2 separate regions of the Athene noctua genome follow, and region 1 is linked to region 2. A link is a contact called in public Hi-C data. All regions are on one chromosome and are shown on one strand. Each heading gives the region's core, a stretch centred on a gene start, on an enhancer-like site or on the middle of the called end of the contact. The rest is flanking DNA. Distances are from core to core; before and after follow the strand shown.

Evidence for each region. A called contact is a pair of places that touch in the nucleus more often than the background predicts.
Region 1: a Hi-C map of heart shows a contact between it and region 2, with 2.7 times the contacts expected there. The contact joins the promoter of CLEC16A here to the promoter of RMI2 in region 2. A contact is called at or near these places in 2 of 2 Hi-C or Micro-C datasets (heart and liver).

The regions. Positions count from the first base shown.
Region 1 is chr15:15,182,517-15,189,036 of bAthNoc1.hap1.1, forward strand. CLEC16A (C-type lectin domain containing 16A) reads right to left here and starts at 4,599. Exons shown (of 23, transcript XM_074918868.1): 1 at 4,386-4,599. The coding sequence starts at 4,465. DEXI (Dexi homolog) reads left to right here and starts at 5,903. Exons shown (of 2, transcript XM_074919516.1): 1 at 5,903-6,520. The coding sequence starts at 6,349.
Region 2 is chr15:15,003,059-15,009,733 of bAthNoc1.hap1.1, forward strand. It overlaps RMI2 (RecQ mediated genome instability 2), which reads right to left and starts at 4,891. Exons shown (of 2, transcript XM_074919449.1): 1 at 4,587-4,891; 2 at 2,938-3,597. The coding sequence starts at 4,857. The coding sequence ends at 3,449. LOC141966704 reads left to right here. Exons shown (of 71, transcript XM_074919709.1): 71 at 1-2,808.

The sequences.
Region 1 (6,520 bases), core at 3,349-5,848, 180 kb after region 2:
CTATGGGACATAGAGCATTACAGATGCAAAAAGCAAGAAACATTTAGTAGTCAGGACTACATTAACTTCAAATTAATTTACTTAACATCAACACTACTGCAAAGCTCCTCGATTTGCTAACACACTGATGCACTTAGAAAACCTGGGCTTCACTTAGAAGCTATTCCTTTATCCACTTGAAAATGAATGAGAAAGCACATACATACTTGTTTCTCCTACCAGACACGCAACATACCGTAACATGAGAACATAAAGTACCACACAAACCCACTATTTTTATATTTACATAAATCTTTCAAGCCTATATTTAAATGCTGACTACAAAGGGGTCGAGTTTGTGCTCCAAAGAGGACGTTTTTGTCCTATCTCTCTCTCTAGCTGATGATTGGGTTCAAACACACACCTAACAAAAACCCACCATGACACAGGAAGTGTCAAAGCACCCAGTAACATCAAAATCAGCGGGAGATTTTGCCAGCAACTTAACAAGACGAAATTCTGAACATTTTTCTGGTAAGAAACCATACTCAACAGGATAACATAACTCAGGAATATAGAAAGTGTGTATTGACCTTACTACTTATTACTTAAAAAAAAAAACCTAAAATACGTCAGAGTTTAGAAAGTCAAGCACTCAAATTTAAAAACCCCAGACTTAATCATAACATGCTTGCTTCTCCATGCTGCCTGTAACTATGTAATTACACCTTGTTCTCACAGAGGAAACTTGATGTATAGGATGGACAGTACTTCAGGAAATGAATCAGCTGTGAAACAAGTCTTCAACCATACATGTTTATGGACATTTCATCTGACCAAGTCATGAGAAATGTTCAGCACCCAACTCTAATGGTATAAAACCTTTTATGCAATCATATGCAATTAAAATGCCAAGTGTGGAAGCAACAGTGGGAAACATAGTTGAACAAGAGGGCAATGTAAAATATCTCTGAGAAACGTAGGAAAAAATTTTGCATCTAGAAACAAAGATACTAAGCTTAAGTTCCAAAGCCTTTCACTTCAGCAAGAACACCAGAGATATTACCAGATGAACTCTTCAGAAATGGTTACAATATCATCACTTAAATACTGGGAAAAATTACATAAATCCTCTTCCTCCATTCCAATGCAAAGTCAAAGTTCGTGGACAGATGGGGAAATAAGATACAGTTACACTCTCAAGGAGTTCTGCTAAGGTTAGACTACCCTCAACTGGGCAACATGAAAGACTTTTTGGTACTTTAACCCTAGGTCACAGCTCCTAAGGTGAGGAGCTGCAGAAGCAGAGTACAGTGACTATCACAGTCAGTGGCTGGAGAGAAAGGCAAGAAACCCTGACTGACATGGGAACACCTGGTGTACGAGCAAAAGCAGGCCACGAGAAAGAGAGGAACATGCAGCTTGTGAGAAAGCACTAACTGCAGGTTTGTGTAGCAAGAAAAACTGTTGCCTAAATCGGACGTAACGTATTTGCTTTTAGAACTAGAAGCATATAATAAACAGAGCAGAGGGCTATATAAAGGGAGGAAAAAAGGTCTCATTTTAAACTGCTGGATGCCACCTTTAAGAAATGGATTCTGGCCTTGTTTCAGACAATCTCCTGTAAAGATAAGTCATTTCAGACCATTTTCACAAGCAATCACTAACATTATTCCTGTTGCCAGAATATTTAGACTTTCTCCATTTATTAAGTTATTGACATTTCCTCAATTACTAACCAAGCCTAACAAAAATATCAAGTTCTCCAAAAAATGATAGTCAGATGCACTCAGGCAGTGCAGAGTCCATGCAGGCAGCGCACAGAGGCCATTTCACAGTCTCTCCAGATCTAAATTCAACAAGACACGAGAAAGTTGGATTAAATTTTAACTCTTTTCCAAGACCAAGAGACACTATCAAAACACTTAAAACAACCAGCCTCACAATCTTCCTTTAGCCAATACATTTTATTGTTTACAAAATGTTTGCAAAATGTTTTAATGTTTGCAAAAGGTTGAATAATAAAATTTCAAGACCAAGCCTCAAACAAACTGCATTAAAGCTGATGAGAAAGGAAGTTCTAGATCCAACATTTACTACAAAAAGCAGTAACTCTCTCAGTATTACTAAACAGGTGTATTGTTTAAAACTTAGACTAAATTCTATATTATGCATGTTAAAAAATAAAAATATTCCCATAAGGATAGCCCAGGCTAATTTCACTCTTGCAGCATAGCATAATATATCTTTTATGAGCTAAGCTAACCTGTAATAGCAAGGATGGTGCATTCTACTCCACTCACATGGAGCACAACATTGGGTTTCAATGAGTTGAAAAGATGAGAATGCAGGCAGCTCACACAATGGTGACCTTACCAAGACTGACTTTCTTGCAGGACCCTGAAAACAAAGGTTCTTCACCCTTTTCCCACTTCAACTGCTACCTTAGAAAACCCCTAAATCTCACTCTACCACTAGACAGCTACCTTTGCTGTTGACATCTAGCTAGAAACTGAAATTCATACAGCCTAGCTAAACAAACACTTAAAATGTACACAGCCTAAACAGAACAAAGGTCTTGGCTGTTCTTTACATACTACCATTTTAGATTTCATAATTAAAGAAATCACATGCAAAAAAGCAAACAAACCAAAGCTAGTATTATTGGTAGAGAACTATATAATTCAATTCTCAGATAAGTAGTAAAGCACAAACTGCAACACTTAGAACTAAATCTCCTTTTGCTGCAAATCAAACAGGGTTAATCACTTTTTCTACCCTCTGTGGCCCCAAGAGAACATTTTTCTTGCCTGAAACATTCTAACATCCTTAAGTCTCTCTCTCTCACCAGCCTACTTTTTCTAAACTTAAACTGCATTTCCTCAAATTTCATCATGCATCAGCATTCTTGCTCTATTTTCCAGTGCAATATCAAAAGCAGACAGATCTAAAGCTCCACTAGTGCTCAGTTGTACCCAGCGACAACCCCTTGTATGTTAAATAGAAGAGTCCCATGTTTGTATCTGAGGATGACTTCTCCCCTTTTTCCTGCGATGCCAGATCATGTTGATTTACTTGTCTGACCTACCATGCTTTCAAAATTATTCTGCAGTGCTACTGCCTCACCCGTTTTGTATTTATGGACTGGATTTCCCTGTCTTGGGTAAAAAGTAATGCATTTCAATTAGTCTTGCTGGGTTTGAACATTTTTCCAGTTTAGAGACAAGGACCAGAATCCATAAATCATCTTGATAAAGTAATTGTAGGAACCAAATCTTGTATAAGTGCATCTTGCTCATTACTGTCAGACACCATTTGTGTCCTCCTTGTAATTTGACTGTTAAAAACTACCAGCCACTTATTTCTCAATAAGCTATTTATTCAGTGATTTCATTTAGAAAATGCTTCCCCTCTTAATGACCTCCTTTTCTTGTTCAGTAGAAAAAGAAGTTATAACAGCAGGTCTCATTTTTCTCGCAACAGCAGAACCCCTAAAATGGAACAGAGAATTTTAAATTGCTTTATCCCTTGCCATCATTCCAACTCTCCAGTGGCAGAGCTCAAAAAAACCTATTCCACCTTCTGCAGTCAGCAGTAACACAAGGATATCAGATTCTGGAGACAAACATTCTCAAGCTGAGCGGCTTTACATTCACGCCTGCTGCTGAGCCCTCTAAATAGGGTACATCCCCATGACCTGCAGAGCCACCATCCTGACTGCCATGAGTCACTGCTGACTGATCCCCACACACACACACCTCAAAAGGTCTATATTGTTTATAGGCTGGGACCAGACTCCTCACTTCCCCATTTTAGCCACTACCAGGAAACAAAGTTCTCCCTCAAGGGGAATATATTTCTTGTATTTATCACCTCTTACACTCCACTCCATTGAATGAGGCTGTGGCATTATTAAAAAACCCAGACAAACACGTACCGCAGCCATGAGTGTGACATGACACCGCGGAACTGCGTCTGCCCTGAAGGCGTTTTGGGACGAAGAGCAGAATCCCGTGAGAAAGACACCAACCCCCACGGCCCAGAGAGCCTCCTTCGCCGCTGGCGAAGGGCTCCGGGAACTTTCGGCTCGGGAGAGCTGCGCCAAAACGCACAGGCCAGGAGGGAGCGAGCGACTGGGGAGCGGCACCTGCCGAGCCGCCTCCCTCCTCCTCCGGGACGCCTCCGAGCCGCCCCGGCCCCGCTCGGCAGCCCCCTCCGCGGGAAAACCCTGCCCCGAGCAGCTCCACAGACGGAGCCGGCCCGCCCGCCGCCCCCCGCGCCGGCTCGTACCCCCGAGTCCCCTGACGACCCGACCGCAGCGCGGCTCCGCGCGGCAGCCCCCAGCCGCCGGCTCTCCCTCCTTCCCCTCACAGCTGCCCCCGCGCCGCGGCCGGCCCCGCGCTTACTTGAGGTGGTCCAAGGAGTGGATGCTGCGGGCGGCCTTCCCGTGCCCGCCGCCCACCCAGCTGCGGGAGCGGCCGAACATGCTGGCGAAGGACGGCGGCTGCGGCCCGCGGGGCTCTAGGGCTTCATAGCCCCGAGGGGAAGGGCGGCCGAGGGGCGCCCGGGCGGGCGGGGACCAGGACGGAGCCCCAGCGGCGGCGGCACCGGCGCACACGAGCGCCAAGGCGCATGCGCGGGCGGGGCACGCTGGGAAGCGCCGTCCCCCGCCCCGCCGGCGCCGCGCGGACTGCGAGTCCCGGCAGGCAGCGGGGCGGGGCGGGGCCGCTGTCCGTCACGCGGGCGGGGCGGGGCCCCGCCAGGCTCCCGCCTTCGCGCGTCAGGCCCCGGGGCAGCGCGGCGGCGGCTCCGTCCCGGTGAGGCTCTCGCAGAGCGGCGGGGGCCGTGCCCCAGGCCGCCCGCTAACGAGCCGGTCTCAGGCCGAGCCGAGTGGCGCTGCCGGGCGGGCGCTCAGCCCTCGGTCAGGCCGTGGCTGGGCGGGAGAGCAGCGCTGGGCCTCGAGGGCTGAGGGCCGCCCGCACCTCCTCGAGCCGGAGGAATTGGCTCAGTTTTTTATTTAACTGCTTCCTTCCCTCTGTGGCAGTTATGAGTTAGGTCTTGTCATGAGAGGAGTGTTAGAAGAATAAAAAAGACTAAACAGCTTAAGCCAAGCACAGCCTTTTAACGTGTGGATCCGCCTCCCAAATGCACTGTAATCCGAGATTCCCCGCTCACCGCCCATAACGCAAAACTGAGCGGCTCTGGCGGGGTCAGCGCTGACCAGAGAACGGGATCCTGCAAGACGCAGCAATGGGAATTCAGCTGCTGACATTCCTCTTCTAAGGCTTTTCCAATCAGGATTGCATAATTAGTTTTGAATCGGCTTAAAAACTAAATTAAAGCAGAACAAAGAGAACAGGACCATTAATGACTGTCTTGACCTGGGTTTAGATTTTTTTTTTTCTTTAACCGGATAAAATAAATCTAAGCAAAAGCTGAAGAGTTTATCAGCCAGTGCCAACCCCTCCCCCCCTCAAGTTTAAGATCGTGCCTTTGATTGTATTTTGATAGAACTAAAACCTTAGTCGGCAAAGAAAGGCCTCCGCCGAAGTCAAAGGGCCCCGGGGGGTCCCTGTTCAACAACAGGGGAGCAACTTCCAGGGGCAAAGAATGGGATGAAACCTGCCCGCGCCGCCCCCCGCCCCGGGCCGCTGCGGGGTGCTGAAGTGCCCTGGGGGGCGCGGGCCGGGCCCCGCAAGCCGCCGCCGGGCCCCGCCAGCCCGCCGCGGCCGGCCCTCGGGCGGGCGGAGCGGGACCCGGCTGCCGCTGAGCGCGGCGGAGGCGCCGCCGCCCCGCCCGCTCGGTCCAGGCCAGCCCGCGGGTGAAGGGCCGCGGCGTGCGGCGGGGGCCGGCGGCGGGGCGGGGAGGGGAGGCGAGGGGGCGGGCAGGGGGGGGTGTCCTGCCGCGCAGGCCGGGGCTGGCGGGCTCGGTGACGGCGGCAGGTGCTCCGCGCCGACCGCCCCAACGCGCCTGCGGGCTCCTTCCGCGAAGTTTGCGGGCGGGAGGAGGAGGGGAGCCGCGGCGGGACTGCAGCAGCCGGGCTGGAAATGCCCCTGAGGAGCCTCCTGCGAACCGCGGGGCTGCGGCAGCGCTGCTGAAGCCCGCGCTGGCCGCCCGCCGGGGCGCCGCTTCCTCCGGGGAAGGAAGGGACGGAGCCGGCCGCTCTGCGGCTGTGCCGCCTCCGCGCCCCCGCGGGGCTCGCCTCCTCCCGGGGTCCCGCTCCGGGCGTTTGCCCCTTCCTGCCACCGGCGCCGTGGAGCGCGGTCCTGCGCGCCCCGCTCCCGGCTCCGCCGCCCCCCCCGCGCCGGCCGGGCAGGTCGGTGCCCGCCGCCGCCGCCGCCGGAGCCCGCCGCAGCCCCGCACGGCTGCATGCCCGCCGCGGTCTCGGCACGTCTGGATTCGCTGGAGTCCTGGGCCTTCCATGCGCTGCTGGTCCTGCCCTATATGTTTTACGTGGGCTTGTTCTTTGTCAACGTGCTGATCCTGTACTATGCCTTCCTGATGGAGTACATCGTTCTCAATGTAGGCATCGTCTTCCTGC
Region 2 (6,675 bases), core at 3,641-6,140:
GCATGGTGCTGGCTCGTCTTGGGAACTAAGAAATGGGGCCCACCCAGCTCCCCACAGGGAGCCTGCCCAGACCAGGTGGTGACCAGTGCCAAAAGCACCCCTCAAGCCAACTCAAACCTGCCCGTGCTTCCTCACGGACACAATCCTCCAGGAAGATCTCCGCGGCAGGATCTGACAGCATCATTTCTCAGCTCGATGCTTCAGCTTTGGTATTTCAAAACTGGCCTTCGCCTCTGCAATACCCCCCCCCCCCCCCCCCGGCTTTATCAGCACTTCTGGTATAACACTACTGGTAATACTGCCCGTTTTGGGACACCTCGACTGAAGTCATCTAAAATAGTCATGCCTCAGGTGAAGGTAATGCAGTACAAACTGTGCTGTCCTATGGAAAAATGTCTAAACCCCACCAAACAGCGGACGGACCTGCAGGCCACACCACACAAAGGGCTCTGACCCCACGTCCCGGCCTGCTGTTGGCCAGCACCCCTGCACCCGTAACTCCCCGGAGCAGAGCGCCTTGAAGACACCCGCCCGCACCCAGCTGTCCTTGCAGGAATGCATGGAGGGTAAGGCATTCTTCCAAGAGTATTTTTAAGTGCCTACAACTCACCTTCAACATGCCCTTTATCTAGGCCCTATACAGACACTCCAGCTCTACAAAGGTCACAAAGATTTACATGTACCACACAAGCTCTTATGTCCCCGAACTCAGTAGCGACGTTGATGGTTTGAGGCTCTACCACGGACTAAGGCAGTGTGACATAGGGAGAGCCTCACGCTCCCACTAGCTGGGTTCCCCAGGCCTGGCACACCCCCAGATAAATCCAGGTTGGGTGCAGTCAGGACAGAGCTCGCACCGAGTGCACAGAGGCCTTCCTGCAGCCACGGCCATCCTCCTGCCCCCCTCAAGGCCCAAACACCAGGCACTAGATCCCAGCTGAGACCTCACCCTCCCCAGGACCGGGCTAGAGCAGGCACTCGCCCTGTAACCTCTCCGTGTGGCTCTGCTGTACAACAGCTGCCAAAGTCACAAACCCACATGCTAATGTAGGACTCGAGACACGAGTTAAGATGTGGAAAAGGGAGAATTCCCACTACCCCGTAGAGCCCAAGGGTGCCAAACTGTGGAAACCCCGAGGTGAGGCACTTCAGCCTGACCCTTAAACCTAGGTGGTACAGAAGGCACCAGCAGCCATAAGCATCATCAGCTACTCATTAGGCAAAGCACAGCTAAACTCAGAGCAATCACTAGACACCTTTTGTTTAGAAGCTCAACATTTAACTGTGCCAAGAGCATCTTTTGCTTTGAATTCCTAGGAAAGCACTCTTTAATGTAAACTGTCATAAAGCATCCAGTCCTGGCTTTAAAACCCTTGGAAGTTACTGTTTTACTAATGTAATTGCCAGCCTTTCTGAAACGCCACTTCAGTTCAGGAGTAGATCTCCTTCCCCTCAACTGCCAAGCAACACAGATAGCTTTGTGCTGATCAAGTATGTGAAACCTGCTGGGGGCTGGGTTTTTAGTGAGGTCGAGTGTACAGTACAGAGCCTGCAGATACCGAAGAGATCTACATCTTATTATGCTTGGAACTGCCTGTTAGCGAGTGAGCAAAGAAACCCCAGACGCTTTGACTCATGAGCCTCTGGATAGGAGAGGGTGGTGAAAGATGCAAAGAAATCCTCTACAAATCCAATCCAGCCCTACATAATGCCAATCCACTCCGATATAAATACAACTTTTCAGATGCACTCAGACTGTGCATCACTGCCAGATGGATGAACAGCAGTTCCACCCCCGACAGCCACTACACTAGTGGTGCACCCACCAGCTGTACAACAGGGGCTACGAGCCACACTCAGTTCTGCTGTAAACTGACACTGGCCAGGATGCGGCAGACTTTTAGCTCTTTATTTCCAGGGTTTTGCTACCTAGTTAGAAGGCAAGGCAAACTTACTTGGAACAACTTCTCCTTCCTTACATAAGCACTCAAGATGGAAAAGTATCTATCACCAGACAAAAGCAATTGTTGGCCAGTATGTCAACCATGTGGATCATTTCTGAACGGCTACAGCATTCCACAAGTGGATTTTTTCCTAACATTAAAAACAATAAATAAACCCAGACTGCCAATGTTTCATCTGTACATGTGTTTTGGCATTTTATCAGCAGGGTTTCAGAGCACAGGACTTCCATTATACAACTGCCTCTGATGTGGTCTGGATTGGAATACTAAACTCAAGCCTGGAACCGCACTCTGAAATCCAGTCCTTAATCTGTAAAGATCTCATTTAAAGATCTACTTAAAAGACAGTATTTAATTTCCAGATGCTTTGAAAACATAATCCCACAGTTTTCAAATGTAGTTACCACCATTTAATTCTTGTCTTAAATTGTACAACCAGAGAGGATCTTCCCTTCCTATATGCATTCCTCATTAACATAACTGTATTCCTGGACAATGCAGTCCCAAACTACAAAGCCATACCACATGGCTAATGCAAGGCTTTCTTCAGGACTCAAATTCTTTTTTAGAGAAGAGGGGAAATAAAAAGTAGTAACAGTTCCACTTTTTAAAGGTTTTTTGATTTGATTTCATAGTTGTTGGGTTTTTTCCCCACAGGAAGAGGAAAGAAATATAAAAATAAAATATATTTAAGAATGATTTAAACAATTAAAAATAGCATACACTGGAACAAGAAAGGAAACCTTCAAAGAGAAAAATGCACTTTAGCACAGCAGGTTTGTTTCATGAGGTGGTAACGGTATTTGCATCTTGAACCTGGAGAACCTATTCCAAGGAATCCTGCATCACAGCTTTTCAGTTAATTTCACTTCACTGGAACACAGGGGTTATTACTGTACCACTTTCGGTATTTCAGAAACCCAGAAAGCAGGGAGGTGTTTAAGTACAAGAACTGCTTAGACAGACACACCTGTCTCACAAGTAGAGTTTACTGACATGGTTATTACTGAAACAGAAAACAGAGGCAAAGAGGTTCTTTCCAACCACAGACTAAATGGACACATTCTGCCTCCATTCCACGTCTCGGGTTCACCCTGGTAACACGAGTTCTGTGCAGCCCTTGCTGCCAACAATGCACGCTACAGGGATGACTAAACACGTGTTCCTAGAAACAGCAACTAACGTCTGTAGGAACATGTAGTATTCTGAACAGCATAGACGTGTTACTCAAAGCATCAAATAAGTGTTTCTCAAGTCTGTTGGTATAAAAAGACTGTGAAAGAGATGAACATTGTGATTATTATCAGACATGTACTGATCCCTCCACTTAACTCTGAGCCCGACTTCTCACTTCACTTTACTCCAAGAGTACCTGGTGGTTGTTTGAAACCACAAGTACAGAGAAAGCCCCGATGTTCTGCACCAAAAAAACAAAGAAAAAAAAAAAGTACATTTCCAGTTATTTTAGGCAGAAGAAAAAGTATCTAGGGGATGACTCTGTGCAAATCCTCCACTTCAAGGCTCCACATACTCTTATGCACGGGGTTTTCAGAAAGATCTGTCATCTTTATCGCTCGAAGAACAGGCTCAGGACTGCAGGACCGCACCACACCCATCACCATTACATACTTCCCTAAAAAAACAAGCAAACATGAATTTAATTAACCTTTGTATTTACATTTTAATTTAGAAAGCAAAATATTTAAAACCAAGTAGTTAAACAATTTGAATTAAAGCTGCCAATACCTGCAAGAAAACTGAAGGAACAAAGATTTCTTAGACCTAAATATCAGGAAAAGGCTTCATTATCTGTACAGCCATCTTGATAGATTCTACTAGATATATACAGTAAGAGTTAAAACTAGCACAATTCCTCCTTATGCTGCGCAAGTGGAGGGAGGACAATTCTGCTAGAAATTAAGCTATGTGACTATTTTATACCACAGTTCCTGCAATGCTGAAGTCCAGCACCTCTCCAGCTGAATTAACAGTACTGGTGAAAGGAAAAAAAAAAAAAAAAAAAAAAAAGAAAAATCCTTATCTTTGTTCCCAGTCTCACAGCTCTTCTCTGCAGCACCCCAGTTTGATCAAACATTTCCTGTAACTGTGGAGAACTGAAAACAGGGCTGGATCCTTACTGGAACTCATCAGGCAAGCAGGCATAAGCCTTGGTACCACTGAGAGCAACAAAGACACTCCCCCGCGGCAGCACTCGCCGCTCCCCGACTGCCACAGCAGCTCAGCTCAGCGTGACCCCAAACCAGGCAGGCAAGAGCCAGTCTTAACAACCGGCACAGCCCCGGGGCTCGCAGGCCGGCAAGTCTCCCTCCCAGCCCGGTGCGGGAGGCTCCGTCCCGGCACCGGGTGAGGCGCCCCGCGTCCCCGTGCCCAGGAGCCGCCCGGGTCGGCCCGCGGCGCAGGCGGAACAACCCCGGCCCCCCGCGGGAGGCCGCCGGCCCCGCACGCCGCCGCACCTGCCCCCCGGGAGCAGCACTCCCGCCGGGTCCCGCGGCGGGCGCCAGGAGGGGCTTTGCCGCGTTACTTTAAAACAAACACGGGGCGGGGAAGCGCTCCGCACCACCCGGGGGAGGCCCCGCCCGCCCCGCCGCCGCCCGCCGGTACCTGCGCTGAGGCAGGGCCGCCCTTTGGGCACGTTCTCCACCCCCAGCACGGTGAAGGCGCCGCTGTCGTCCTGCAGCCGGGCCGAGCCGCCGTGGCCGCCGCCGCGCTCCACCTCCAGCACGGTGCCCTGCATCCACACGGCCCGCAGGGGCAGCGGCTCCCGGCCCGCCTCCGCCCGGCCCAGCTGCCACGTCCCGCCGGCGCCCCGCGCCGCGCCCCGCAGCTGGGCGGACAGCACCTTCACCGGCGGCCCCGGCAGGGGCCCCGACATGGCGGCCCTCAGGGGCGGGAGGCGGGAAGCGCAGGGCGGGAAGCGCAGGGCGGGAAGCGCAGGGCGGCGCCAGCTCCCGCCTCTGCAGCGCGGGCCGCGACCCCGCCCCGCCGCGGCCGCTTGTTCTGCCTCGGAACCGCGAACGGCTCCCGCGGAAAACCCGGCGCTCGCACAGGTGTGCTGTTTTCCACGCAGATCCCAGACAGGTTCCTCCCAGGCGGTTCATCCAGCCGCGCCGCTGCCGTAACCCCAACACCCCCCCCGGCCGCCATCCCTTGTTCAGAGCCTCACCAGGGTCAGACCCGCTGGTTCTCGTTTCACCTGAACTCCATCCAGGATCGAAGTGCAAAAATCGGCGTAAAGTCTGATTCAATCGTTCGGTTTGAGGAGCAAATACTTTTTTTGCTGTGTCTCACCTTCACCTAAGCCGCCCCGCAGCGCGGATTCAGCTGCTCCCCCCCCCCGCCAGGGCTGCGCTGGTGTCCGGCTCCCCCACCTCCTCCTGCGCTCTAGGAGCCACCCCGGATCGTTTCCCACTGTATTTCTTCACTAGTTAGCAAGAAGTGATCGCTTAATGTGTATTGTTTAGCTGATGAAGATCCTCCCGTTTCGTGAAAAAAAAAAGAAAATGAACATGCTAGTTTTCTCAGGGATGATTTTAGGGGATCTTTTCATCGTATATACTGTGGAAATCCAGAGCACGATGCACTGAAAGTATAGGCAGCTGGAGACTTCAATCCCGAGGCCTGATACAGAGAAATGATTATTTGTTTTGAGATTTATTTACTTATAGAAAACTGCTTAGCAACTTATTTACTTACTTATAGCAAGTTATGGTATTTTTTAAAATATTGCTAAGAATCCTGCTTGCCCAGGCTGTTCTGTGGAATTTTACCAAGGACTACTGTGTTCATCAAAACAAAGCAGTTCACAGTGAAAATCTACCAAGGATTACAATGTTCAGCAAAATACTATACTTTTGGCCTTGAGTGGCTCTAACTAGTTGGAATTTTGCTAATGAATAAAGATAGCCATATACGAATGGCAGAAGTTCTATTGGTTCTCTTAGATAAGATAGAAAGTAAACCGGCTGAAAAACACTCTTGTTATTCAAGAAATTGGCCAAGAGAATCCGCGTATGGGCCGGGCAAAAAACAAAGTGAGAAAGACTAGGAGCCTTCCTCCCAAAGACCCCCGAAGACGCCCACCAGGAGGCAATGGGTAGGTGCAAAGATGACATAAACTGTTGACATCAGCCTTTCTAACCCAGCCCTACTCATGCATATGTATGTTTGTGTTATGTAACCCAGTGAATATGGATATCCACACTCTGTGAGTTTTTGGTAAAAATGTGGGGTGGGTGTGCAAGCTTTGTGGAGAGATCCCCTTGCACCCCGGCGCCGGAGTAAACATACCTGCTGATAACTCTATTTGAGTTGTAGAGGCTTTTTTCCGCAAATCAGGCCTTTAAGTATTTGTTTTCTGTCTGTCTATATTACAGACGGCCTAATTCGTTTTGCCACAATCTGAAGTCCTTGAAATGTTATGGTTTCCTGTAGGTGGGTGGGTTGACATTTCATTTAGAAAATAAGCTGAGAAATAAGCTAATGAAAAAACAAGGGGATGAACAAAGAAAAAGAAAAATAATCAGGAAAGCCAAGGGGATGGAGTCCTCAATTTCACAAGTTCTGTTACCTACAAAAGTGCAAAATTGGTAAAAATGCACAGAGAACTGACACCACTGCAATCATTCTTTAAAGCTGGCTTTGTTCTCTATTAAAATAGCCAGTTACTTTGTTTTAAAAATCCAGTTTTGTT